Regions from separate parts of the Sus scrofa genome. Here region 1 is linked to region 2. The links are chromatin contacts, called in public Hi-C maps. All regions are on one chromosome and are shown on one strand. The core of a region is the stretch at or near the end of the contact, and the rest is flanking DNA. Distances in the headings are between cores, read along the strand shown.

Region 1 (6,693 bases), core at 3,826-6,325, 260 kb after region 2:
CGAGGTCCTTGCTCCCCCTGCACAGAACATGAGAGAGGGGTGCTCCTGTTAATTCCCCAAGATAACTCAGAATACTTTGGGTCAAACACACACTTGGACTTCCACAGTTGGATGATAGCATTATCTAAACCTGAGGAGAAATATACATAAAAGTCAGATGGGTTCAGTGGTTTGCTAGTTAAAATTTAACTGCTTCTCTGAGGTAGAAGCCAGGGAGCCAGTTTTAGCATTTGTCTGTTGTAACCACTCCTGCCTCTGCCTCTTTCAGACTATGAACCTGACGTCAACCAGTTCACAAATAAAAAACAGCTGTTATTTCAGTTGTACTATTACTGGTGATTTTTATAATCTTTCCATTTTTCTACACTTTTGTTATGTTGAAAGCATGTGTTATCTTAATAATCAAAGACTTAATAGTCAAAGGATTTACAAGCATCTCTCCCCAGTTAAGGCCAAGGAGTGTTTGTATAACTCACCGTATATGGTTAGTTCCATCCCTGATAATTTGTAGCAACATGAATATGTTTATCTAAATTTAATACCTCCTCAATTTGGAAAGGGAAAATTTTCCTTTAGGGACTGGTTTGTAACCTTCCCTATCATATCTTTACATTATCTACTGCTCCTGCACTCCGACCCTCAAAACCACACAGGTTGAAGGTTTTCATGATGTTGAACACAGAAATCATCACTGACAAGTATGTAAAGTCATGGCACTGATGCGGCTTGGATCCTAGAGTAACCCCTTAACTGTAGATGATAATTAGCAGTGAGTCTGTGACAAAGGTTTGAAGGACCATGACCTCCAAGGGTTTGATTGGCTTACCTTTAGCATCCTTCTCAAAGGTGTTCTGACCACCCACACCCACTGGAAATTCTGGTGCGCCCAAAAAAAAACCTCAGACCAGCTAAATGAGAATCAAGGATGGGGTAGAGGTAAAGTATGCATTTTGCCACAGGCTTGCTAAAGCTCCAGGAGACAGCATTGCCTTTAGAAGGTCACTCCTGGAAGGGGACACACAGGGTTGCCTGGAGACCATTGTAGCTTTAAGTATCAGCATTATTGAGCCCCTTTTTCTAGCTCACTGGCTTTCAAGCTTTTTTAAAAAAAAACTTTTTAAAATTATTAAAATAGGAGTTCTCCTTATGGCTCAGGGGTAATAAACTCAACTAATATCCATGAGGATGCAGGTTCCATCCCTGGCCTTGCTCAGTGGGTTAAGGATCCAGTGTTCCTGGGAGCTGTGATGCTTGGATCTGGCATTGCTGTGGCTGTGGTATAGGCTGACAGCTACAGCTCCGATTAGACCTGTAGCCTGGTTATTTCCATATACCACTGGTGTGGCCCTAAAAAACAAAAACAAAAACAAAATTGTTAAAATATTACAGACACACAAAATGTATATAGAAAAAGACAAATACCAATATACCACCATATTAAAAAGTGCTCTAGTACAGATACCATTGAAACCCCCAATGTATCCAATCCTATTCCTCAAAAGAGAGAGGAAACCTCTTTCTAAAATTAATGTCTCATTTTCATCAATTTTTTTTTTTTTTTTTTTTGCTTTTTAGGGCCACACCTGTGGCATGTGGAGGTTCCCAAGCTAGGCATAGAGTCAGAGCTGTAGCCGCCAGCCACAGCCACACCAGATCTGAGCCACCTCTGCAACCTATGCCACAGCTCATGACCAGATCTAGACCCAGCATTGCCGTGAGCTGTAGTGGGGGTCGCAGATGCAGCTTGGATCCCACATTGCAGTAACTCTGGTATCCTCAGAAGGATATCAGTAAATGACAGTTTGTTTTCTAAGATTTTTTTTTTTTTTTTTTTTTTTTTTTTTTTTTTTTTTTTTGTGGAGGAGAATGAGGACATCTTTATTCAACCAGTTACCTAGTTGAAGATGCCGTGGTGTTGTCAAGGAGATGCTTGGAAGCACTGGTACCTGAGTTGGGGGGTTGTGAGGGTTTCTAGCCAGAGGTAAGAGAGATTAAAGGTTCACAAGAGAACTTTCAAAGGAAATCTGCAGCTGGCTCTGGTCCAGCCACAAAGGACAGAATAGTATGAAAAACAAAAGGAGCTGGGACTAGGGTTGTGACGATGGATTGATTATCATCAATTTACAAAAAGTGGATCCAGAAAGAACTTGATACCTTTCTGACAATTACTAAGAATAATTATCTAGGAGTTCCCGTCATGGCTCAGTGGTTAACAAATCCGACTAGGAACCATGAGGTTGTGGGGTTGATCCCTGGCCTTGCTCGGTGGGTTAAGGATCTGGCATTGCCATGAGCTGTGGTGTAGGTAGCAGATGCAGCTCCGATCCCGAGTTGCTGTGGCTCTGGTGTGGGCCAGGCGGCTATGGCTCCGATTTGACCCCTAGCCTGGGAACCTCCATATGCTGCGGGAGCAGCCCAAGAAAAGGCAAAAAAAAAAAAAAAAAAAAAAAAAAAAAATTATTTATTTTACAACCTTTCAGATTCCCATAGCAGCTAATCTAGAAGATGTACAATAAATATTTGTGACTAGCTACATTTAAGAAATGACACAATTTCTTTGCAAAGTTAAAAGCAACTATGCCTTCAATGTCATGCCCTGGGGGAAAAGCCTCAGAGTAGCCAATTATCATGTTAGAATCAGTTCCTTGTTCAGGAATTTATTTCATATTACTTCATAATATAGACATTTTATAAATAACTGTTATTACTGTACCTATTCCAGGCAGCTGGGTTTCCCTATAATAAAGGCATTTTTAAAAAACCGTATTTCCCATCAAAATATTTGAAGGTTTCCTATAATTTTCAGAGGAGAAAGTCTGGCTAAAAGCATTTAACAAGTCCCTGCCTTAGCTTAGCCAAGGTGAATACTATGCATTGAGATTTTTTTTCTTTACAAGTTTCAGGAAAATGATAGGCAATGACTTCAGGGTGGGTCAGAAGCCACTGCAAGAGTGAACCTGTCTATCTGAAGGTACAATTAAGTCCAAATTTCACACCCAGATTCTTAATCACTATATCTCATGCTTAGCTCTTTCTTTCTTTTTTTTTTTTTTGTCTTTTTGCCATTTCTTGGGCCGCTCCCGCGGCATATGGAGATTCCCAGGCTAGGGGTCTAATCGGAGCTGTAGCTGCCAGCCTAGGCCAGAGCCACAGCAATGCAGGATCTGAGCCGCGTCTTCAACCTACACCACAGCTCACGGCAACGCTGGAACCTTGACCCACTGAGCAAGGGCAGGGATCGAACCCGCAACCTCATGGTTCCTAGTCGGATTCGTTAACCACTGCGCCACAACGGGAACTCTGCTCTTTCTTGTTAAAGATGTGACTGTTTGAATTATTCAGATGATTGGTTATTCTCTGCAAGAGAGATTTCTAAGGATAATTTCTAGGAATAACAGTATTTTAATAGATTTTTTTTTGTATTACTGATGTCAGAAAACAAGAATTTTTCTTTCCAAATATTTTCTCAGTAAGGAAAAATAATCAAGTTCACAGATGATCAAAAAATATAAAATGGATGTCTGGTTGCCTCTTAGGATGTAGAAAACTAGAAAAGACTGCCTGTATTCTTAACACTTTAACAAAAAATGCTAACTAATCTAGGAGGTCATAACTTTCCTTAAATCCACCTTAGAGCTGTGGTTGCAGGGCAACCCAGGCTCCTCCAAGGAGAACTAGGACAGGGACACTTAAACCTGCTGGAGACACGGATGTCATTCAAGCTGGAAGGGGAAGTTCCGCTAAAATTCTTAAATTGTTAAAGGCCTCATATGGGCTAGTATGAGAAGACAGAACCCTTCAGTCACAAGAGGGATTCACCCCTGCAGGCTCGCTAGTGCTGGAGAGACTGACTGGGAACAGGGCCAGTGCCCAAGCTTCCCTAGTGCTGCAGGCCTGGGGGAGGGAGGAGGAGCAGTCCCCAGGGAAAGGCATGAAGCCCCATGGGACAAAAATCTTAAACTGCTGGAGGAAGTGCAGCAAACACTGTCACCTCTAGGACAGGGGTGATCCATGGTGGCTGAGGGAAAGAAAATGACTAAAAGCTACAGGAATGAATCCTGGGCCCAGACCTCTGCAGACATCCTGCTGCCTGGGGAGGGTCAGGAAACCATCCTCAGGCCAGACCATTAGAGACCTCCCATGCGTTTGCTGCAACACATACTTCTGACCTTGTCTGTGCTCCCTGAATACCCTTGTCCCATCTGTGGGCTAGTCCAGCCCACCAAACACACCTAAGACATCTTCCCTGAGCAACCACCACCCCTCCCCCCGCCACCCCCCGCTGGCATCCCTGGCCAAGAGTAACTCCCTTGGAGTTCCTGTCATGGAGCAGTGGAAACGAATCTGCCTAGGACCCATGAGGTTGTGGGTTCGATTCTTGGCCTCGCTTAGTGGGTTAAGGATCCGGCATTGCCATGAGCTGTGGTGTAGGTTGCAGAAGCAGCTCAGATCTGGTGTTGCTGTGGCTCTGATGTAGGCTGGCAGCTGTAGCTTCATTTGGACCCCTAGCCTGGGAACCTCCATATGCCACAGGTGCGGCCCTAAAAAGCTAAAAAAAAAAAGGGGGGGTAACTCCCTCATATCTACCCACACCTCTCCTGCAGAGCATCACAGAGAAGGTTTGGGTGCTCACATCCTTTTTGCCCCCCTTATCTTAAACTCCCAATACAAGTACTTCGTCTTATTTATCTCTCTACTCTGCCAGGTGCCTGTTCCAGGGCCCTGCATATCATTCTGAGCTGGAGATAGTGGATGTGGGGGCGAGCCATCTTTTTGGTAGAAGTTACCTAGAGACAGTGCATCCTCAACCCTGTCTTATGTAGCCTCACAAACGCGCATGGATATCCTGGTAAATTTCTTGATAGGCATTTAGGGATCCATGTGGAAAAGAGATAACAAGATAGAGATGCACGGAAAAGTGCCAGTGGCAATCTCCATGTGGGTCAACCAAAGGAGGTATTTATAAGCAGGCCGACCTTATTAATAATTCCTGGGGCACTGTCTTTGGAGACCGCTGAACAAAGCAGGTGAGGGCTTTGCCCACAAGTCAGAAGACCACAGTGACTCATGCAAGAAGCATTCTGCTGACTGCACAGGCTGAGTCAGCCCTGTCGCAAGGGCGCAAGCGACAGTGGGAGGTGCTGATCTGTGTGGCCACAGCTGCCACCGCAGCAGCAGAAAGTGGAGCCTCCTCTTTGGGGCCTCGTAGCACTATGTTCAATCCCGTGTGTAAGTTTGCTGAATGAAAGGATTCCAGGAAATGTACTCTTCTATTTTCCATCTATCATTTCATTAACACAAAAGAATGGACCCAGAAGCAGCTGTGTGCTGATTTCATAGTGGGGTAGGCTGAATAAGGGCTCCCCCAAGATATGCAGGTCCTATGTCTCGAACCTGTGAATGTTATTTTATGCTGGGGGTGGGGAATACTTTGGCAGCTGGATGAAGTTAAGGATCTTGAGTGGGGAGATTATCTTGGGTTATCAGGGTGGGTCCTAAAAGCAATCTCAAAAATCCTTATAACAGAGAAGCAGGAAGGAGGTTTTGCCAAGAGAAGGCCCTGTGACTGAAACAGTCAAACAGAGGCAGAGAAAAAAAATGTAAGCCACTGGCTTTGAAGATAGAGGAAGTGGCTATAAACCAAAGAACATGAAGAACTTGGCTCTAGACTCTGGAAAAACCAAGGGAAGATATACGCTCCCCCTCCCTAAGCCTCTGGACTCCTGGTCGGTGGGACTGCAGCCACATAAGATTCATTTCAGCCTTCTGAGCTCCACAGTTGCAAAAGAAAAAACTGGTATTGTATTAAAAATCACTGAATTTGTAGTGATTTGTTAGGGCAGCCATAGAAAACAGGAAACTAACACAGATACTAATATTTTCATTCCTCTTACTTTTAGTAGATAAGATCACAACTCAGAGCACTTTGCATTGTTATCAAAAAATAATTTGGCTCAGAAATCATTTGTATTTCAGGTGTCACAAAGGGAAAATTCTAATATTAAAATAGGCCATGAGTAGTGACTAGGGTGGCTTTGTATTTTGCAGGCAAGAACAGTTCTCTGAGAAGTGATGCTCAACTGTGGCATCTCTCCTTCTAAGAGACAGAGCAATGCTGGAAAATATTTCACACAAAAGAGGTTATTCAATATACCAATGGCCTTTGCAGGATAGCTGGAAACTAGTGGAAGAAGGCTGTGCATCACTAAGGATAATGGTTCATAATCAACAAGCTCATCCCTTCTAAACTTTCCCTGGTTCAGATATACGTCACCTGTGGACTAAGTTATTACAATAACTACTTAATCCATGTCTTTACTTCCACTTGCATGCATCTATACCACAGATTATCAAATGTGGACAGGAAAAGGAGCTGCTACAGGGTACCCTCAGGATGCAAGGGGAGAAGTATATTTCCAACCACACAGCCCACCTGCTATCCCCACACCACTTCCTAAAAAGGAAACAGAGTTTCTGATGGAGTGTTCCAGGCATGTGAATAGTGAGGAGAATGAGAAGCACTGACCTCAACTGTAATGCACTAAAACATGCACCTGGCCCCATCACTCCTGTTTTTAAACCTCTTCCATGTTATTTCCCAAGAAAATGGAAAACATAAAAATGTGCCCACATATGTTCATAACAGCATTATTTATAAGAGCCAAAAGGTAGAAACAACCCAAACGTTCATCA
Region 2 (6,151 bases), core at 3,565-6,064:
TTGTTACAGCAGCAAGAGCAGAATATGAATATATTTATATTTTGACAAATGCTGCCAAATTTTCATCCCAAAGGGCTGACTTAATTTATACTTATGCCAATAGTTGAGAAAACTCTTCTTCAAAACCGTCACCAACATAGGATATTTGGATATTTTCTTTTTTCTTTCTTTTTTGGTTTTTAGGGCCACACCTGCAGCATATGGAAGTTCCAAGGCAAGGGGCTGAATTGGAGTTGTAGCTGCAGGCCTACGCCATAGCCACAGCAATGCTGGATCTGAGCCATGCCAGCGACCTACAACATAGCTCATGGCAATGCCAGATCCTTAACCCACTGAGAGAGGCCAGGGTTTGAACCTACATCTTGTGGATACCAGTCAGATTCATTTCTGCTGAGCCACACCAAAAAGTCCCATAGTAGGTTTTCAATAACTTAATTTGTCTGAGCTAACCCTGAAAATATTTCATATTTATTTTCATTTGTAGTTTCCTAATTTTGTAAACAAGGTTGAACATCTTTTATATATCTATTACACTGGCCTTTTTTAAAATCACTAAATTTCTAAAATTTCAAATTGTTATGACTGTGCATATACAAATGTATCCTGTTAGGTATTTGTTACATACCTCTATTTTAATGATTTGTATCTTCTTATTGCTATGGAAACTATGTTGCACATTAAACCGGGAGGCAGAATTTGCTGGCTGCCTAACTCAGTATCAATATCTTAGAGTATCTTATCATTTTCTAATCACACTGCTGCCCAGAATAAATATACTTCATAACTTTTCTTCCAGGTGGATTTGGCAAAAGAAATGCAAGCACGATTATGGAAAAGCTGCTTAAGTTTTGGCACAATCTGTAAACCACCACCGCCCTTTTTAAAAAAATTTTGGTCCTTCTGGCTTCTTTTTTGGCCTGGACTCAGACACAATGGCCAAAGTTCCAGCAGCCGTCTTTGGACCATGAGGTGCCTTTGAAAATGGAAAGCATTTACTACATGGTAGAACAGGAAGGTAATGGTCTAATGTTCCTGGTGACTCCCTGAAGTTACCAAACCACCTGAGAGCTATCTACCTGTTTTATGTGAGTGAAAAACTTCTATCTTGTCCATCTCTGATGTTTTAGTGACTTTCTGTTGTATGATTCGCCAAATCTGATCCTCTTACAGAATTCCAGCACTGATATGCCATGTTTTTTATATCTTACCTTTCTCATCTCTCTTTTTCTCTTTTTTCCCCCTATTTTCTAGATGAGTTTCTTGACTTCATCTTTAAAACTTTCAAAATTTTAATTCCTTCAATTACTATTTATTTTCCAAGTGTTCTTTCTATTGCATAGCACACAGTTTCCTATTTTATATTTGCCACCACTTTTGATATCTCAGAAGCTACCAACTGGAAAGTCTCTCCTATTTTAAAGTGTACTTCTGTTCCCTGAATTCTTTTTTCTTCTTCTTCCTGTTAGTTTATCTTGGCTTTTCCCTTTCATGTTGGAAACTTTCACCTGATATCTATTGATCCTTGGCTGCTGTTCACATTAAAAATTAGGCAGTAATGAGACAAATGAACTTCACATGTTTCCTGATAAGGTACACTGAGAAAATCTTCATTATTGTGGTTTGATGCTAAAAAAGGTATAAACTGAATTTAATCATAAGAAATATTAGACAAACACAGACTGAATGACTTCTACAAGAGTAGTCTTAAATGTAAATACCATGAAACACAAAAAAGCTGAGGAAAAGAGGTAAGAAGAGACCTAGTGAGTTCCCATAATGGCTTAGTGGTAACAAACCCAACTAGCATCCATGAGAATGCAGGTTCAATCCCTGGTCTCATTCAGTGGGTTAAGGATCCAGCATTGCCATGAACTGTTGAGTAGGTTGCAGATGCAGCTTGGGTCCTGTGTTGCTGTGGCTGTGGTGTAGGCCGGCAGCTGCAGCTCCAATTCAGTCTGGGAACTTTCATATGCCATGGGTGTAGCACTAAAAAACAAAAAAAAACCAAAACGAAACAACAACAAAAAAAAAAGAACATGGCAATTGGAAATTTCTATTGCTAAAAAGAACTTTTTTTAAAAGTAGCAAAATATGAATAAGATCAACAGAATTATATCAATGTTAATTACTTAATTTTGATACTTTTCCAGTTCTTGTGTAAGAGAACGTTCTAAGGAAATGCACAATGAAGTATTTAAGTAAAACATGGTACCATGTCTGACTCTCAAATGGTTCAGAAAAGAAATAAAATGTATGCATAATCTATCTACCTATCTATTTGTCAAGAAAAGAGGTATAGAAAGGAGCTAGGGGTCAAATAGGAGCTACAGCTGCCCACCTACACCACAGCCACAGCAACAAGGGATACGAGCCGTGCATGCATCCTTACCACAGCTCAAAGCAAACCAGATCCCTGACCCACTGAGCGAGGTCAGGGATGAACCCATGACCTTATGGATATTAGTTGGATTCGTTTCTGCTGATAGTCTATATTTTCATGTGCTTTTTGGCCATCTGCCTGCCTTCTTTGGAGAAATGTCTATTTAGATCTTCTGAAGACCTCATGCAGCTTTGCATAATAAAAAAAAAATTAAAAATGGTTAATGTTAATTTTAATCTGCAACTTGTTACTCAAGGAACAACACATCTTTTTTCTACTATTTTTTTGTTTTGGGAGTGGGGAGGCATATCTGACAATCTCCTTCAGCTTGCAACATTTCATATTGTCATAAGATTTCTCAGGTGACTATAAATCACACTGAATTCTCATCCCTTGGTACTTTTTGTCATTTATTTGGTCACTTAGCCAAGTTATGTTATTTATTTCATGTGCACAATCTTCTATAGCTTCATCTTATTAATTCGGGTTTGCTGAGGCCAAACCCAATTTCTTTCTTTATTTTTGATCTGAAATCAGGATATGGCAAGAAGAATAAGGCAGCCTAGCATATCACATGCTATCACTCCTTCTCCCAGGTAGAGAAGGACCAGATATCAGCTCCAAAAGGGCAGCCAATCCTTTGCTGGATGAGACCTTCAATTGGTGTGACTTGACTTGGACAAATGATCTGGACCAATCAGTTTCCATCCATTGTGAATTCACACTATAAAATACAGAGATTGTTTACAGGGGCGGGGGGGTCAGTATTGAAATGACAAAGCCATGTCAGCTCAGTAGCTGAGGCAGCCATTTGCAAGATGATGAGAAAGCAAAGGAGATGAACGTGGTATAGATGTGGAGAAGAAACTGAGATTAGTGAAAAGAAGCTGCGATTAGGAGCTCCTTTTGTTGCTCAGTGGTTAACGAATCTAACTAGGAACCGTGAGGTTGTAGGTTTGATCCCTGGCCTTACTCAGTGGGTTAAGGATCCGGCGTTGCCGTGAGCTGTGGTGTAGGTTGCAGACGCGGCTTAGATCTGGCATTGCTGTGGCTCTGGAGTAGGCCAGCAGCAACAGCTCTGATTAGACCCCTAGCCTGGGAACCTCCATATGCTGCGGTTGTGGCCCTGGAGAAAAAACAAACAAAAAGAAGCTGAGATTACCTCAGTTCTGAACAGCTTTCTAGTTTGTGTGAGACCCAGGTGCACAGGATTCTGTGAAATATCTCTAACACTAAATAAATCTTCCTTGCTAATAACTATGCTAGTGTGAGCGGGTATCTTTTTCTTGCAACTAAAAAAATAAAAATCATTAATTTTAATATCTTGGTTTCTGTTTTTTAAAAATGCAAAGAATTATTAACAAAGCTATTGTCGACTGAAAAAAAAAAAAAAAAGCACAACCTAAACGTTGAGAATTATGTTTTATTTGGCCAAAAAAAACTCAGGACTTCAGGCCAGAAGACAGCTTCTCAGATAGCTCTGAGGGCCTTCTCCAGACAAATAAGGGAGCAGCCAAGATATATAGGAGTTTTGCAACAAAAGCCAGGTATCCAGAACATAGAAAGTTTACCATTAAAAGAAACCAGATATCTCAAGTTAAGGAATTTAGCGCTTTTTTACATATGGGAAATGTAAGAGTCCTCGCTCAATGAAATCATTCCTTTGATATGCACCTTGACTATCTAGGAGTTGTTTCCTGTTTTTTTTCCATCCTGAATTCCCTCAGGATGCAGAGTTGGGGGTGGCTGCTGGCTTGATGTCTGTCACATCCTTTGTTTACCCATATGGCAGGCAATATTTTTCCACTACACTATACATAAAAATGAACATCTTTATCAATCAATACACAAATTAAAATGTCAGAGAATTATAGGGTTTTTTTAAAAAAATCATCTGGTATAATGTTGAGTCTTTACTAATCCTTGACTGTTTTTAATCTTCCACCACTAGAGTAAAAATTTCTTCTGGGAAAATTCAGTTTTGCAGTTTCAAGAGTCAAGGGTCACAGAGTTCCCATTGCAGCTCAGCAGGTTAAGAACACGACATAGTGTCTCTGAGGATGCCAGTTCAATCCCTGGCCTTGCTCAGTGGGTTAAGGATCCAGCGTTGCAGTGAGCTGCAGCATTGTTCACAGATGCAGCTCCAATCCGGCATTGCTCTATCTGTGGTGTAGGCTGGCAGCTGCAGCTCTGATTCAACCTCTAGTCTGGGAATTTCCATATGTCTCAGGTGTGGCCCTAGAAAGGAAAAAAGAGGGGGGAGCAAAAGATCTAAAAAGACACTTCAGTAAATAAGATAGCAAGTAAACATATGACAGACAGTAAACATGGAGTTCCTGCTGTGGTGCGATGGGATCGCTGGTGTCTCTGCAGGGCCAGGAGGCAGGTTAAGGTTATATCCCCAGCCCAGCACAGAGGGTTAAAAGGATCCTGCAACAGTGCAGTGGTGGCAAAGGTCACAACTGTGGCTCAGATCTGACCCTGGCCCCAGAACTCCATATTTCAAGGCAGCCAAAAAAAAAAAAAACGGAGTCAAAGGTCAGGCATGAATTTTCCATTGTAAGCTCTCCTATAAGAGCTCATGCCAACAACTAAGGAAACCTAATGCTTTCTCTGCTCCCCTTTGTCCTTTTTCATCTTTCTCCAGACCTTCGATGTGCTTCAACATTTGTTACTGTGAAATCATCTTACTTTCATACTATTTCTCCAATGGATCTTGATCTTTAAGGCTAGAGTTTATTCCTGTTTTTATATCAAGTGGATGAGATATACCATGGGTTTGGGGAATATGTATAATTTATATTTATACATATGAATATAAATAACATGTATGTATATGTATATTTATAGTTATAAGTATATTCAATCAGAATAAAATTATTTAGCACACTTAAATCCTAATTTTGAAAGAGTTATCAAAGAATTTCACAATAGTCTTTCCAAGTGAGTTCCTAAATACACAGGGACCATGGTTTTTAATTCCCTTCTACATTGCTTCCAAAAAGAAAAAAAAAAAAAAAAAGATTTAGAGTTGTGTAACCTTCAGCTGTCCAATAAATAAATGTAGCTGAATTGAATCATTTCAATTATGAAAAGAAAATTACATTTGTGCCAAGTTTCAAGATGAAAATATGTTAGAGCAAAGTTGGGAAATGACAGTAAAATTTTTTGAGTTGCAGAAGTCAGCAATTAAGAGCAATATTCCAAAATAAGCACTGCCCATCTCCTGTGAATAAGCAGTTTATTTTGGCAACTGCAGAAGCTTGCCTTGGGTGGATCCATAATGATCCCATGCCATTGCTGTTTTCCTCCAGACTAGTTAGAGATCTGTTTGTTAGCTAGCTAACTGATTGCTACAGCTAAAACAAATATGTTTCATATAATTCTCAAACATTTTTTCCACTTTAACAAAGTTTATGTTCATAAAAGAAAATTCTGACAACTATGACAAAGTTGGAAAATGATTCAGAGATCCATCATCCAAACAGATCCACTCTTTTTTTAATATGTAATACAAAGAATTTTATATAATACATCTTTTTTTCTCCTTAGTTTCATTGAAATGTAATCGACATACAGTACTGTACAAATTGAAACCAAACAGCATAATAATTTGACTTACATATATCGTGAAATAATTACAAGTTTGGTGAACATCCATCACCTCGTATCGACACAAACAAAAGAAAAATTAGAAGTTCCCTTCATGCCTCAGTGGTTAACAAACCCAGCTAGGATCCATGAGGATGCGTGTTCAATCCCTGACCTTGC

Evidence for each region. A called contact is a pair of places that touch in the nucleus more often than the background predicts.
Region 1: a contact with region 2 is called in a Hi-C map of liver, with 5 times the contacts expected there. The contact joins two enhancer-like sites. A contact is called at or near these places in 2 of 47 Hi-C or Micro-C datasets (liver and skeletal muscle).

Annotation. Positions count from the first base shown.
Region 1 is chr9:77,700,421-77,707,113 of Sscrofa11.1, forward strand. It overlaps COL28A1 (collagen alpha-1(XXVIII) chain), which reads right to left. Exons shown (of 35, transcript XM_021063396.1): 28 at 1-17. All of the region lies in intron 2 of LOC110255476 (a long non-coding RNA gene), which reads left to right. Among named protein-coding and RNA genes, the nearest start is that of COL28A1, 140 kb to the right of the region's middle. Within about 2 kb of position 5,076, at least 42 of the 83 cell types and tissues checked have an H3K27ac peak or open chromatin away from gene starts, as enhancers often do. A contact at or near this core is called in liver, where this site is marked.
Region 2 is chr9:77,443,662-77,449,812 of Sscrofa11.1, forward strand. The region is part of intron 3 of LOC102161092 (a long non-coding RNA gene); the gene reads right to left. Among named protein-coding and RNA genes, the nearest start is that of C1GALT1, 63 kb to the right of the region's middle. Within about 2 kb of position 4,815, at least 6 of the 83 cell types and tissues checked have an H3K27ac peak or open chromatin away from gene starts, as enhancers often do. A contact at or near this core is called in liver, where this site is marked.